Linked DNA regions of Mus musculus: region 2 is linked to region 1. The links are chromatin contacts, called in public Hi-C maps. All regions are on one chromosome and are shown on one strand. The core of a region is the stretch at or near the end of the contact, and the rest is flanking DNA. Distances in the headings are between cores, read along the strand shown.

What was found. Hi-C and Micro-C count contacts between places; a contact is called where the count stands out from the background.
Region 2: a contact with region 1 is called in a Hi-C map of myocytes, with 4 times the contacts expected there. The contact joins two enhancer-like sites. A contact is called at or near these places in 5 of 484 Hi-C or Micro-C datasets (cerebral cortex, embryonic fibroblasts, muscle stem cells and 2 more), 9 of 115 datasets of contacts at active chromatin or transcription factors (PVALB interneurons, embryonic basal ganglia, embryonic forebrain and 6 more) and 2 of 9 other capture datasets (adipose tissue and embryonic stem cells).

Annotation. Positions count from the first base shown.
Region 1 is chr12:44,340,533-44,346,208 of GRCm38.p6, reverse strand. The region is part of intron 1 of Nrcam (neuronal cell adhesion molecule); the gene reads right to left. Among named protein-coding and RNA genes, the nearest start is that of Nrcam, 14 kb to the right of the region's middle. Within about 2 kb of position 1,903, at least 21 of the 459 cell types and tissues checked have an H3K27ac peak or open chromatin away from gene starts, as enhancers often do. A contact at or near this core is called in myocytes, where this site is marked.
Region 2 is chr12:44,525,903-44,532,035 of GRCm38.p6, reverse strand. All of the region lies in intron 3 of Nrcam (neuronal cell adhesion molecule), which reads right to left. Among named protein-coding and RNA genes, the nearest start is that of Nrcam, 200 kb to the right of the region's middle. Within about 2 kb of position 3,220, at least 12 of the 459 cell types and tissues checked have an H3K27ac peak or open chromatin away from gene starts, as enhancers often do. A contact at or near this core is called in myocytes, where this site is marked.

The sequences.
Region 1 (5,676 bases), core at 654-3,153:
CCACTACTTTTATATTTGTCATGACTGAACTTTATATCATTTAAAGTTATAAAATATGCCATGAAAAAATATTGTGATAGCGCTATAACAACCCTGTAGGTTACATTTGAATTCAATGTACTATATCTAGAACTATATTTTCTAGAAAATTACTCAACCGGGTGGGGGAAAAAACAGTCACTATCACCCATACCCTTAATAATTTGTTAGCAATTAATTTACAGAAATCACTTCCCAGGAGCACAGCAGCCAACTTTCCCACTAGCTGGCTTTTATTCCTCTGTGAGCTTTCATGGAAATGAATAGAGGCTCACTTGCATTCAGACTTCAGCTCTCCAAAGAGAGTAGAGTTACCTTTGCACAAGGGTTTCACTTTCTGGTTTCTCTATCAGGGAGTGGCTCTCTTTTCAGCTCCCCTCACTGGATGAAAAGCTCTGCAGCAACATGGAGTCCCCACCTTACCAATTGTACACACCCTCTATCTTCTTTTCCCCCACAGTGAGGAACCTGGAGTTCTGGAGCTTTTTGTGGCATCCCAGGAACATCTTTGAAGTTTATTTACTCACAGTATCTCGTTTTCTGAACAACCGTCTACAACTAAGTACTTCATAATTTTGACCCCTTCTGAGAACTTTCAGTCTTTAAGGAACTTGGTATTTAAGGCAATTAAATCTAAAAATAAAATGAACAGGAACGCTCGGGCCATCACAATTGTGCTTCATGTGCTGTTTTGACACATTGATGCTATTCCCTGGGGGAGTGCTCAGCAAGGTCAGCTGGATGGTTCTCAGGCAGGTCTGCTTGCTGAAGAAACTACCTGTTACCATGGAAATAGATACAAAAGGACATGTCTATCTTGGAAAGAAGGGAGTAATTTGGAATTCTTTCAAGGGTTTTATGTTAAAAGAGATAGAAACTCTTCTGCGGGATGTTCTTTAGTGAAAATAAACAGCTTCCTTTCAGTACACACAGTATTTCACTATAGAAAATATGGACCACCTGCATATAAGCAAACTTTCTTTTCTTTTTTTTTTAGGAAGGGGTGAGTGGGGTGGGGTTCTCTGTATACCCCTAGCTGTCCTGGAACTCACTCTATAGACCAGGCTGGCTTCGAACTCAGAAATCCACCTGCCTCTACCTCCCAAGTGCTGGGATTAAAATTGTGTGCCACCACTGCCCAGCATAAGCAAACTTTCAAACCTATAATTTCACATATTTTTTTAAACTTTAGGTCATTTGCTCCCTTAAAGCCTATTTACTACAATAACTATATTAGTCGCTATAAAGAACAGGGTATCTGAAATAATTATTCAGATAGTCAAGAATGCAGATATGTCACTATAATGTGCTAAAATGAGACTACCTACATTTGCTTACATAGCATCTTGTGGATAATGGCTGATACAGTCTCTTACATACTTCCTTTGGGGTTTAGCTTATATTCCATAACTCACAACATACAGAAATGCCTTGTTCTAAACCTTAGTAGCTTGTAGGAACTGGGGCTAAACATACAACCTGTTAGTATTTCTGGAGAGATTCCATGGCTTATAAAGCTTATCACATTATCTGTCCCTTTTCAGAAAACAAACAAACAAAATCAAAATCAAAACAAAACAAGAAACACACAGCAACAACAAAAAGCAAGGGCCAGCTTCTGACACATTTGTTTGGTGAAGATGAAAAGAGACATCACAGAAGGTACTCCTATGGCAAATAACAAATGCGTCTGGGATTTATAACACCTTGGAACTGGTAGGCTTGCCTATGTTCCCCACCCACTTTTGTATCTGGCCGTAGAAGCGGCTGAAGTAGTATGACCACAGGATGTGATGTGCAGCTGTCATGCAGGGCAGGAAGCCCTGTGGGCCACAGGCAGCAGCTGCTGGGAGTCATCTGTTTCAGAAGTAATTGATACTGTGCCACTCCTTGATGGGGGATCTGTTGGTCACAGGTGTGTGACGCATGCATATTCATGACTGGCCCTGCTCCTAACTGTATGGTTGAGACAAGAGAGGGAGAAGGATTCAAACCACCCTTAGAATATGGCCAGAGCAGACAGAGGCAGCCACGACAGAGCTTATTTCCACTCTCCTCAGTAATAACCGGTTGTCCGTGGTAAATTATACAGGTTTGAAATTGAAAATAAAAAGTGGTCTAATTTGTAGGACTTTAAATTATGAGTTTACTATAACCAATGTGGACCAAAAATTCCAAAGAATATAATAGATCATAAAGCTAGCAAGTATGCAGGAGAAGACCCATATTTGTACGTTTGCAAATAAAGTTGGATCCCCAAATCTATAAACTCTGGGAGCAATCCTCACAATGTTCTTTCAAACCAAAATAATTAAATGCCAAAAAGTTTGCACCAAGACCATGTTTTTCAGATAAAAACTATTACCTATGTCTGTCTAGGCCCACAAGTACTCAATCACTTTGTACATTGCTGGTTTGCATATTAAAAGAAGGCTGTAAACAGGTGAGAAACTAATTTGTTTCTTTAAAAAATTTTTTTTTTCTTTTAAAAAGTTGTTCCTGATGGATTCTGGTCAACTCATAATAGCACCTCCCAACAGAATCATAAATAAACTCAATCTATAACAAGGATAAAATACTGTTACCAGAAGAAAATTTCAAATTAATGAATGATTGTGGTTGGTATGCTAAAATGAAATCACCAACTTTCACAAGCAAAACCACACAGGTATTGGGCGCTCTTTCCTAGAATTTCCCTCCCAAATATTTCTTTGTATTATTTAAAGCACTTTGGCCCATGTTTTTGATTGAGATGCTCATTAAGCACCATGCAAAGGACTATAGCCAGGGTTACTGCTCTAGAGGAGCCTAGTGCCTAAGAGAAGCAAGGCTGTTTTTAGAGGAAAGGAGGAACAGCCATTCACTCCCAACTGAGCATACATCACAAAAGGTCCTCTGAATTAGTTCCAGAATTTGCTTTATATTCAAACCAGTACTCAAGTCTATTCAAAGCACTCAGCAATCTGGCTTCTTTGAACAGTCAGTGTTGCTGCTTGCTTATTGTGAACTATGAAATTCAAAGTAGTGTTCACCCTGAAGTTGTCTGAGAGCTCATCCAAGCTGTGAGTTCCTCAGCATGAGAAAATATCAACAGCTTATCATTTCACGTATCAAAAGGAGCCTTCTAATTAGCAAGGAGCAGTAAGACGCCTGCAGAGGCTTCCACAAAAATGTACCCAGGTGATTACAATTTATACTTGATAAAAACCGCAAAGTTGGAGCTAAGTTGATCATTACCAAGAGTCCTCAGCCAGTTAAACTACCAACTGCATTCATTTGGCTGGTAATGAAAATAACCCTCTCCACACAAATACTATTACATACATGCCTGAATTCAAAGTATACTGATTTCTCTAAACAACAGGTTTATGCCTACATTGTAAATATCAGATCTATAGCTACATATCCATTTGGTACCCACACTCTCCAGATAAAGATGTAGATTTAGACAAAGGAACATAGAAGGAAGTTACATTGTCCCTCCTTTTTGTTTAGAAACAGGAGGACTCATTTCATTCTATGCTTGCTTTCTAGGGCTGCTGTTATCAAGACACCTCATATCCAAGGACTTAAACAATATAAACCTATTGTTTCATAGCTCTAGATGGTAGCATTTCAGGATTCAGGGTTGGTGGATAAGTTAGTTCCTCATGAGGATTTGGAAGAGTCTGCTGCATGTGTGTAGACCAGTTCTGGGTGGTTTGCTGGCAATCTTTAGTCTTCCTCAGCTTTTGGAACTCTGCCTTCATTATGACATGGCTTATTCTAATTTGCCTTTCTTTAAATTCCCCTTTTAAGTGAGGCCACTTGTAATACTGAACTGTAGCCAAGCCCAAGTACCCTCCTTAAATATAAAAATTCATCTATTCAAAAAGGTTATATTATAAGGTACTGGAGGATAGGACTTTAAAATACAAATTAGAGGATTGGGGACTAAACCATTTAACAAAGATGGTAGAGCATTGACCTAGTGTGAATGGAGTCCCTGAGTTCAATCCCCAACTCCACATACACAAACTAATAAAATATAAACCATCCCTTTAAGGGGATATGTGGAGCAAGTAGAATCATGTCACCAGACAAAAACTAGGAAGGTTGAATGGATTCAGAAACCCTGGTAATTTTCGTACCTGAGAATGGTGGGCATTTCATTTCTTCTTAACCTGGTTCCAGTCCTGGAGCACGTGATCATGACACCCCACATGGGGATGTGATAGCTTATAGTTCTCCATGCTAATGAGGTATCTAGATGGGCTGGCCCTTAGGTTTTAGCTAATAAGTTTCCCTTCCTGGACATTCCTTTCTACAAAAGGTATTTAATTTCTGGTCCACCCTGAGTAAGTTGTATGTAAACAGTTTGGACAAGCAAGGACTGTCTCTTTCATCAACAACCACGATGAGGGTTTCAGGAGGGGAGCTTTTGTTATACAGAGTCATGCTGACTGAGTCTTCCCGCATCCTCTCTGGCCCTTGGGCCCCTTCCGTTCCAGACTCTGTTCTGCCACCCGTGAGTGAGTGTCAGTCTTCTGAGAGCCCAGCACCACCCTGGTAGAGAGAATGGAAGGTAGCTTAGCGTTCACACATCCATCAGCAAAGTGGAATTTGGATCCATAGAGGTACAATTCAACCTGGCCTACATTCCCAATTCTAACACCCAGTGTCTATGTCAGGTCAACAACTATATTTTACAGCACAGATCACATCTTGGAGGAGGAGGAGGAGGAGGAGGAGGAGGAGGAGGAGGAGGAGGAGGAGGACGAGGAGGAAGAGGAAGAAGAAGAAGAAGAAGAAGAAGAAGAAGAAGAAGAAGAAGAAGAAGAAGAAGAAGAAGAAGAAGAAGACAGGGTAAACTCAGCATATCACAATGATACAAACCTACCTCCCACAACCTCACTGCATATTTTTATCAATTTTTTAATCTCTCAACATGGCAGCCCTGCATTGAAGCCAATTCCTATAACCCACTAATTAGATGGGAAAGGACCTGCAATAACTCAACTCATATATCAGAAAATGAAGCAAACTACATGTGAGAAGATGGAAGGGTCAAGCAAAGAGGGGACAGAGTCCAAATTTTAAATCTACAGCAGTTTTTCTTTTCCTTTTTGTCCAGTGTGCCTTGATTCCAGTTTCTGCAAATTCACCTGGTAAAAAACAATCTCAGAAAGTGCTTGACTCAGCATGCTGCCACACATACACCACAGAGGGAAAAGACACACGTGACAGCTTCAGAAATGGAGGGAAAGAAAAACCTTATGTAAATCCAAAATTTTCTTGGGTGAGCAGATAGTAAATTATAGTGGAAGTCCTTGGAGGGCGGGCGTCACAAAGACAGCATTTAAGATCAACTTAGAGTGATTTAAAAAAGAGCCCCATACTTCATTGAATCATTTCTCCTGCCAGCTCAAGTGCCTGATTTAGAAGCACAAAGCAACTCACAATCTGCAAAAACTATAAGCACACAATCACGAATGTTTGAGTTCCCATGGACTAGACCTCATCTGTCTTCAAACTAGGGCTAAGCACAGACTCACACCCCATTCTCCTCCTTCAACAGTCTGACATTTTGCTATATTCATGCATTCAGTTGTGCACCACAAAATATGGGCCTCTCACATACACACCTCTATGTGAAAA
Region 2 (6,133 bases), core at 1,971-4,470, 180 kb before region 1:
CCTTCAACTCCTACACACCGATAGAGCAGATGAACACTGACAATTCAGAGTCTTTCTTACACTACAGTTTCAGAGCCAGCTGAGCTCTGGCTTCCAGGCTATCCCCTGCAGTCACTCTCCTCAAAGGGACTGATTAATTATTTTCTCAATGGTCTTCTATGGTGAGATACTGAGAGACCCCCACATTAGTTTATTCTATCCTTTACCAGGTACTTAAAGCCCTCAGTGACCCGACTGATCTATTCCAGCATCTTCTGTCCACTTCCTTGTAACTATTTTCTGGATGACTTCTTTGTATTTTCCTTCTGTGAGTCCTTCAATATGCCTCAAAGGTGCCCATCTTCCTGTCTTATTGTATCCCATCCTTTTACCTGTAAAGCCGTATCCAATCTATTTGCTTATCAAAGTCCTGGTTGTTTTTCAGAAACCACTTATGTTCTTTTCAAGAAACGTCAGCAATCATTCAGACTAGAAAGCATTCCAACATTACCTCTGAATTTCTGAAATTTCTCATTGTATACATACTGTTTATGTATTATGGATGTATTATGGATGTATGGATGCATGCATGTTTTTTGTAACATGAACTCAGCACCTGGGAGGTTGACTTAGGGAGATGGTTGGGAATTCAAGGCCATCCTGAGCTAATAGTGAGTCCAAGTTCATCTTGGGCTACAAGCAAGATGTCGTCTCAAAGCCAACAAATAAAACCACAAACACATAAATAAGAGGGCTGGGTGGGTTGTGTTTCCCTCATCCCTCTGTCCTTCTGTCACCCTGCATAGGGAAACACCACACTGAAAGTCTGAACCCAGTCATAGAGACAGATGTCTGTCCCCCCTGAAGAGAGAGGTTTAATGTGTCTTGTCAGGAAGGAAAGGCACCTGGGAGCAATGGCTCTCTCCTGTGGGCGAAGGGAAATATCAGTATTATCACCTACAGTAGCTTCTGCAGGCTTAAGTATATGTGCAGCTTTTATTACTTAAGTAGTCATGTATTTTCACCAAATCCATCTTTCCCACCAAGCTGTGCTTTTGCAGGCATAGTACCCTACTCCTCCTGTATCTGTACCCTACTCCTCCTACTCCTCACTGTATCTCAGTAGCCTGCCTAGAGCCTGGAAGGAAGTAAATAAATATTTATAATAACAAAAACAATGAATGAATGAAAAAAGGAAAAAAGGGAGCCTTAATATCCTTGAAATGACTGTATTTAGGTAGCCTGGTCATAGTATAACCCGAGGTACATTTATACTATAACATGCAGTTTTCAGACCAGATCTAGTCATAAACAAATCAGTTGTAATAGCAGCTCAACACATGGGATAAAGCATGAACATATGAAAAAAAACAAAACAATGTGGATAATGGGTATCATGCTAGCAACAGAATTCTGATTTCAGTTTTGTCTTGATAGACTTCTTAAAAAACAGACAGACACACACAAAAACTATCTATCCTTAGGCATTTCGTTTATAATAAAGATTATTTTGTGACTCAAACATTCACACTACATTTAAGATCCAGAAAATTTGTCTTTTATTTCATTATAAACATTTATCTCTAAGAAGCATTGAGAGGCAGGTAGGGAATCTTGTTAAAGCATTTTTGTCTCATATTTAAAGCAACCCCCCTTTCTTAATGCACACAGCATATTTCTACCACATAGTCATATTTTCTTAGGTTGCTTCAGATCTGTTTGTTTGATTGCTAATTCTAATTCAACAAAAACTTCAGTGAAATTAAACATAGAAGGCACTAAAGCAAAAAGATCTTCCATACAACACATGCTGAGGTAAAAGAGCCAAGTTAAACTCTGGAACACACACTAACTACATGCCAGCCTGATTCAGGAACCATGCGTGTAATTAATTAATTAATTAATTAATTAATTGCACTTATAAGATTTAAGTACTCAGCCCTCAAAACAGGTACTAGAAAACTCAAATAGTTCCCCAGATCTATACTATATACTATAATGCCTGTAGGATCTTAAATAGCTAATACAATTTCTGAGTTCTTCACTTGTCACATATTCTGCATGATGTATTAAGTGTTTATTCTCCCCAAACAGAAAAAAAAAAAAACAATGAAACAACCTTCATATAAAATAAACTATTGTTCAACTATCTTTATCCTTCCAAAATATGCATAGAATTAATGAATTTCATATAAAATCAGTGCACACTATGAAAAAAAAAAAAACCCAAGTTTTAAAACAAAAAACCAAGAAAGTACTTACTTAAAGAAGCACGAACAAATAAAATCTTCACACTATTGGGAGGTTACAAACTAAAATACTGGACAGCATGATCTTTCCTCAAAGGTTGAAAGTTGATTGCACCATTAGCCACATGATCATCTCCAGTGCATACTCTCTTAGGGCAAGACTAAGCATCCCTGAGTCCTACTAGAGAAATCACCCGTTTCTTCTACATTGAGCTCAACGGTGAAGTGCCAAGCACTCAAGGACAGCAGTACATCTCCAGCACTCAATCAAACTAAAAGTCAAATAGAGCTACAGAAAACCGAGCCTTCCCTCAGTAAAAGGAATGTGTTCCTTGCCTCCTCATTACTCCTGTGGTACCCCCTCCCCAGGAGCCACATGCCTGGCACCTTCACCTTAGAAGATTACAGTTGTTCAACAGTCAGTAAGGACCACAGACCAAAACAAAAGTCTTCACGGACTTAGATCAAAAGGAATAAAATCCCAGTGTGAAGTAATGCACCAGTCACACACACACACACACACACACACACACACACACACACACAGAGCAGCTTGAAATTTTCAAAAAGTATTTACTATTAAACACTGTAAAGCCTGCTTGAAAGAGATCATTATAGTCTCTAATAACTCTTCTTGATATTTAAAATCAATCACCTATGCTGTTAAAATGATCAACTATATATTTTTATAGTTGATAAAGAGAAATCTAAGGTTTTGACAAAGGATTCATGCACCCCCCCCCTCCTAAAAAAAGTAGTTATCCTGTGGCTTACTTAAGAAGTCTCGGTTTTTTTCAAAGGAAAACAAATCCTTGTTTTCCTCTCAAATGAAAGCTGAAGTTATTTTAACTGTTAGGTCGCCTCTCCATCAGGACAGCAAGGCCGTTTTCTTCTGAGCTGTTTGAATTTTTCTGTACCCAGCGTGGGGGTGGGGAGATCAGGACTGAGTGCACAGCTGATCTCCATTCTCACCCCATGACACACGAGTCACCCATCAGCAGCTGGCCTTTCTGACTGCACAACCACTGGATGTGGCATTATCCTGACTGTTTTTCAGAGTCCAACTCAGGGACAGTCACTTGTTACGTTGTAAATATTTTTATCTGTAAGGAATAACCACATGAAAGCCACCCCTACCTACTACTGTGCTTTTCAGCCACAGATCTGTGTCTGAGGCCACGGAGGGATTACAGCTAAATCCTCCACGAAGTCACACTTACATCAGAGCAACCTCAGGTCACACGGAGCTAAGTAAAGCCTATCTGAGGGTGGACCACAAAGACCTCAAGGATCTTTACAGGCAGCAAGGCAAGCGGTGTGAGGTTTTAAAGTGGATATTTCTAATTTCCCTCATGTCAAAGGAATCTCACCGCAGGACTCTTACAAAGAGTCGGTAACTAAGATGAAACAGTATCTTAGGGAAGATAAACAATAACAGATGTCTATTGTTTGTGTTGCTGTGAAAAAACACCATAACCAAAAAGCAACTTAGGGAGGAAAGGGCTTATTTGGCTTCCACTTCCACATTGCTGTTCATCATCAGAGCAAGTCACAGGAACTCAAACAGGACAGAAACGTTGGAGGCAGGAGCTGATGCAGAGGCCATGGAACAGTGCTGCTTACTGGCTTGCTTCCCATGGCTTGCTCCCCCTGCTTTCTGATAAAACCCAGGATACCACCTGCCTAGTGATGGCACCACTCACCCCCATTAATAATTAATAAATTAATTAATTAATAAAATACCTTACAGCTGGGTCTTATGTAGACATTTTCTCAATTAAGATCCTGTCCATTCAGAAAACTCTAGTTTGTGTGTAAGTTGACATAAGACTAGCCAGCACAACAGGTGATAGTATATCCTAGTAAAAGCTCAAAATCCTTATTTCTTATAATGTAACTGACCATCTTATTTTGATACTATTTAAAGCAACAGAAAACAGAAAAGCAATATAAATATACCAATTCAACAGATGAGGGGAAAAAAATCCAAACCACAATGGCTACTGGTCTCATTTCCTGTCCGTTGCTGTGATAAAACACTCCGGCCAAATCACCTTGGGAAAGGATTTATTTGGTGTGTACTTCAAATTGCAATTAATCTTCAAGGGAAGTCAGGGCAGTCACCCATGTAGGAACCTGGGGACAGAAACCATGGATGAAAGGAGCTTGCTAGTGTGCTCTCTCCATCACTCCCTGGCTCATGCTCAGCTAGCTCTCTTGTATAATTGAGACTCACCTGCCTAGGGACGATACCACCCATTGTCAGGTAAGCCTTCCCACACTAAGCAGCAGTTAAGGTACTCCCTTACCTGCATGGCAATATATTTATCACATATGGACAACTGTGAATTTGAGACAGCCAGACATGATTCTAGTCTGTGTCAAATTGACAGCCTGGGAGAGCATTATTGAGTGCTTCCCTGTGTAGCAATCCCATTTAGGATCCTCCATATGGAAAGTTATAAGTTATCCTGTCTTCCCAACAATCCCTCATAGAAAATTCGCGAGCTGATGACAAGTCGACTCAATGGGTAAAAGTGCTTGCTGCAAAGCTGACAGCCAGAGTTTACTTAGCCCCACATGGTAGAAGGAAAGAATGGACTCCCACAAGTTGTCCTCTTAACGTTTGCACGTGTGCTGCCCCCACATGCACAGCCTTTCTCCCTAGCACAATAAATACAATGAAATTTTATAACAAATTCTAGCATCCTACTCACTGATAAGGACTCCACCATGCCAGCTGGTAGTCAGTTGCTGAGTTCACACACACACTAATACATGAAGTGCCAGACCTAGGTAGCTGGTTCTTACGAAAAGTTCTGCTGTTTCTATTCCTTTTACTTTTACTCTGTCATATCCTATACCAATCAAGCACCTCTCCTCCTTCCACATATAATTACCGTGCAACCTGTCTGTAAGCAAGCACATTTTGCCCTTGATAACTTTTTGAAAGGGCTGATGGAGTCCTACTATGTACAAAGGGTTTTCACATGTCTGCTCACGGTACTCTACCAGGGGTGTCTTCATGCTGTTTTCCACATTACCAGGGATTCCTCACATTATACCACATGACAGCCTTGGTCTATTAAAAGAATAACAGGTTAAGATAATAGAGAGGAGACAGTCTTTAAAAGGCTAGTTTTCTGCATGGGTAGGTAAAGGGAGGGGGTTGAGAGTTCAAGACCAGCATGGACTACAAAGCAAGACCCTGACTTCAAAACTGCAACAGTAACAATAACAGTAACAGTAACAATGACAATAACAATAACAGAGTTCATTCTGTAATAGGTAATAAAAATCAATCAGGAGAGTTCTGGGCATGGCCAGGGTTCCCTTCAACTCCTACACACCGACAAAGCAGATGAACACTGACAATTCAGAGTCTTACTTACACTACAGTTTCAGAGCCAGCTGCGCTCTGGCTTCCAGGCTATCCTCTGCAGTCACTCTCCTCAAAGGGACTGGTTAATTATTTTCTCAAAGGCCTTCTATGGTGAGATACTGAGAGACCCAATATTAGTACATTCTAGCCTTTAACCGGTACTTAAAGCCCTCAGTGATCTAACTGATATATTCTAGCAGCTGATTTATTCTAGTTACCCATAACTAGAATAAAATAAAGAGCCAGCAGCCAAGCTTTGCCATCACGAAGTAGTTACAATTCCCACATTTCACAAACACTTTAAAGGATATTTCATAACTCAATAGAAAAAAAGTCGCATTGCCTTATAGTGTTTTAGATGTAGAAAATTGATAGAGCTTTTGAGACAGGATGTTAGATCATTAGAACTACCAAAGTCTTTTGGTAAAATCTAGTTATTTCTAATACATTATATTATATGGACATCAACTCTTTTCTCAGCAGAGTAATGACAGGAAAAGAAAGAACGTAATAGGAGACTGTG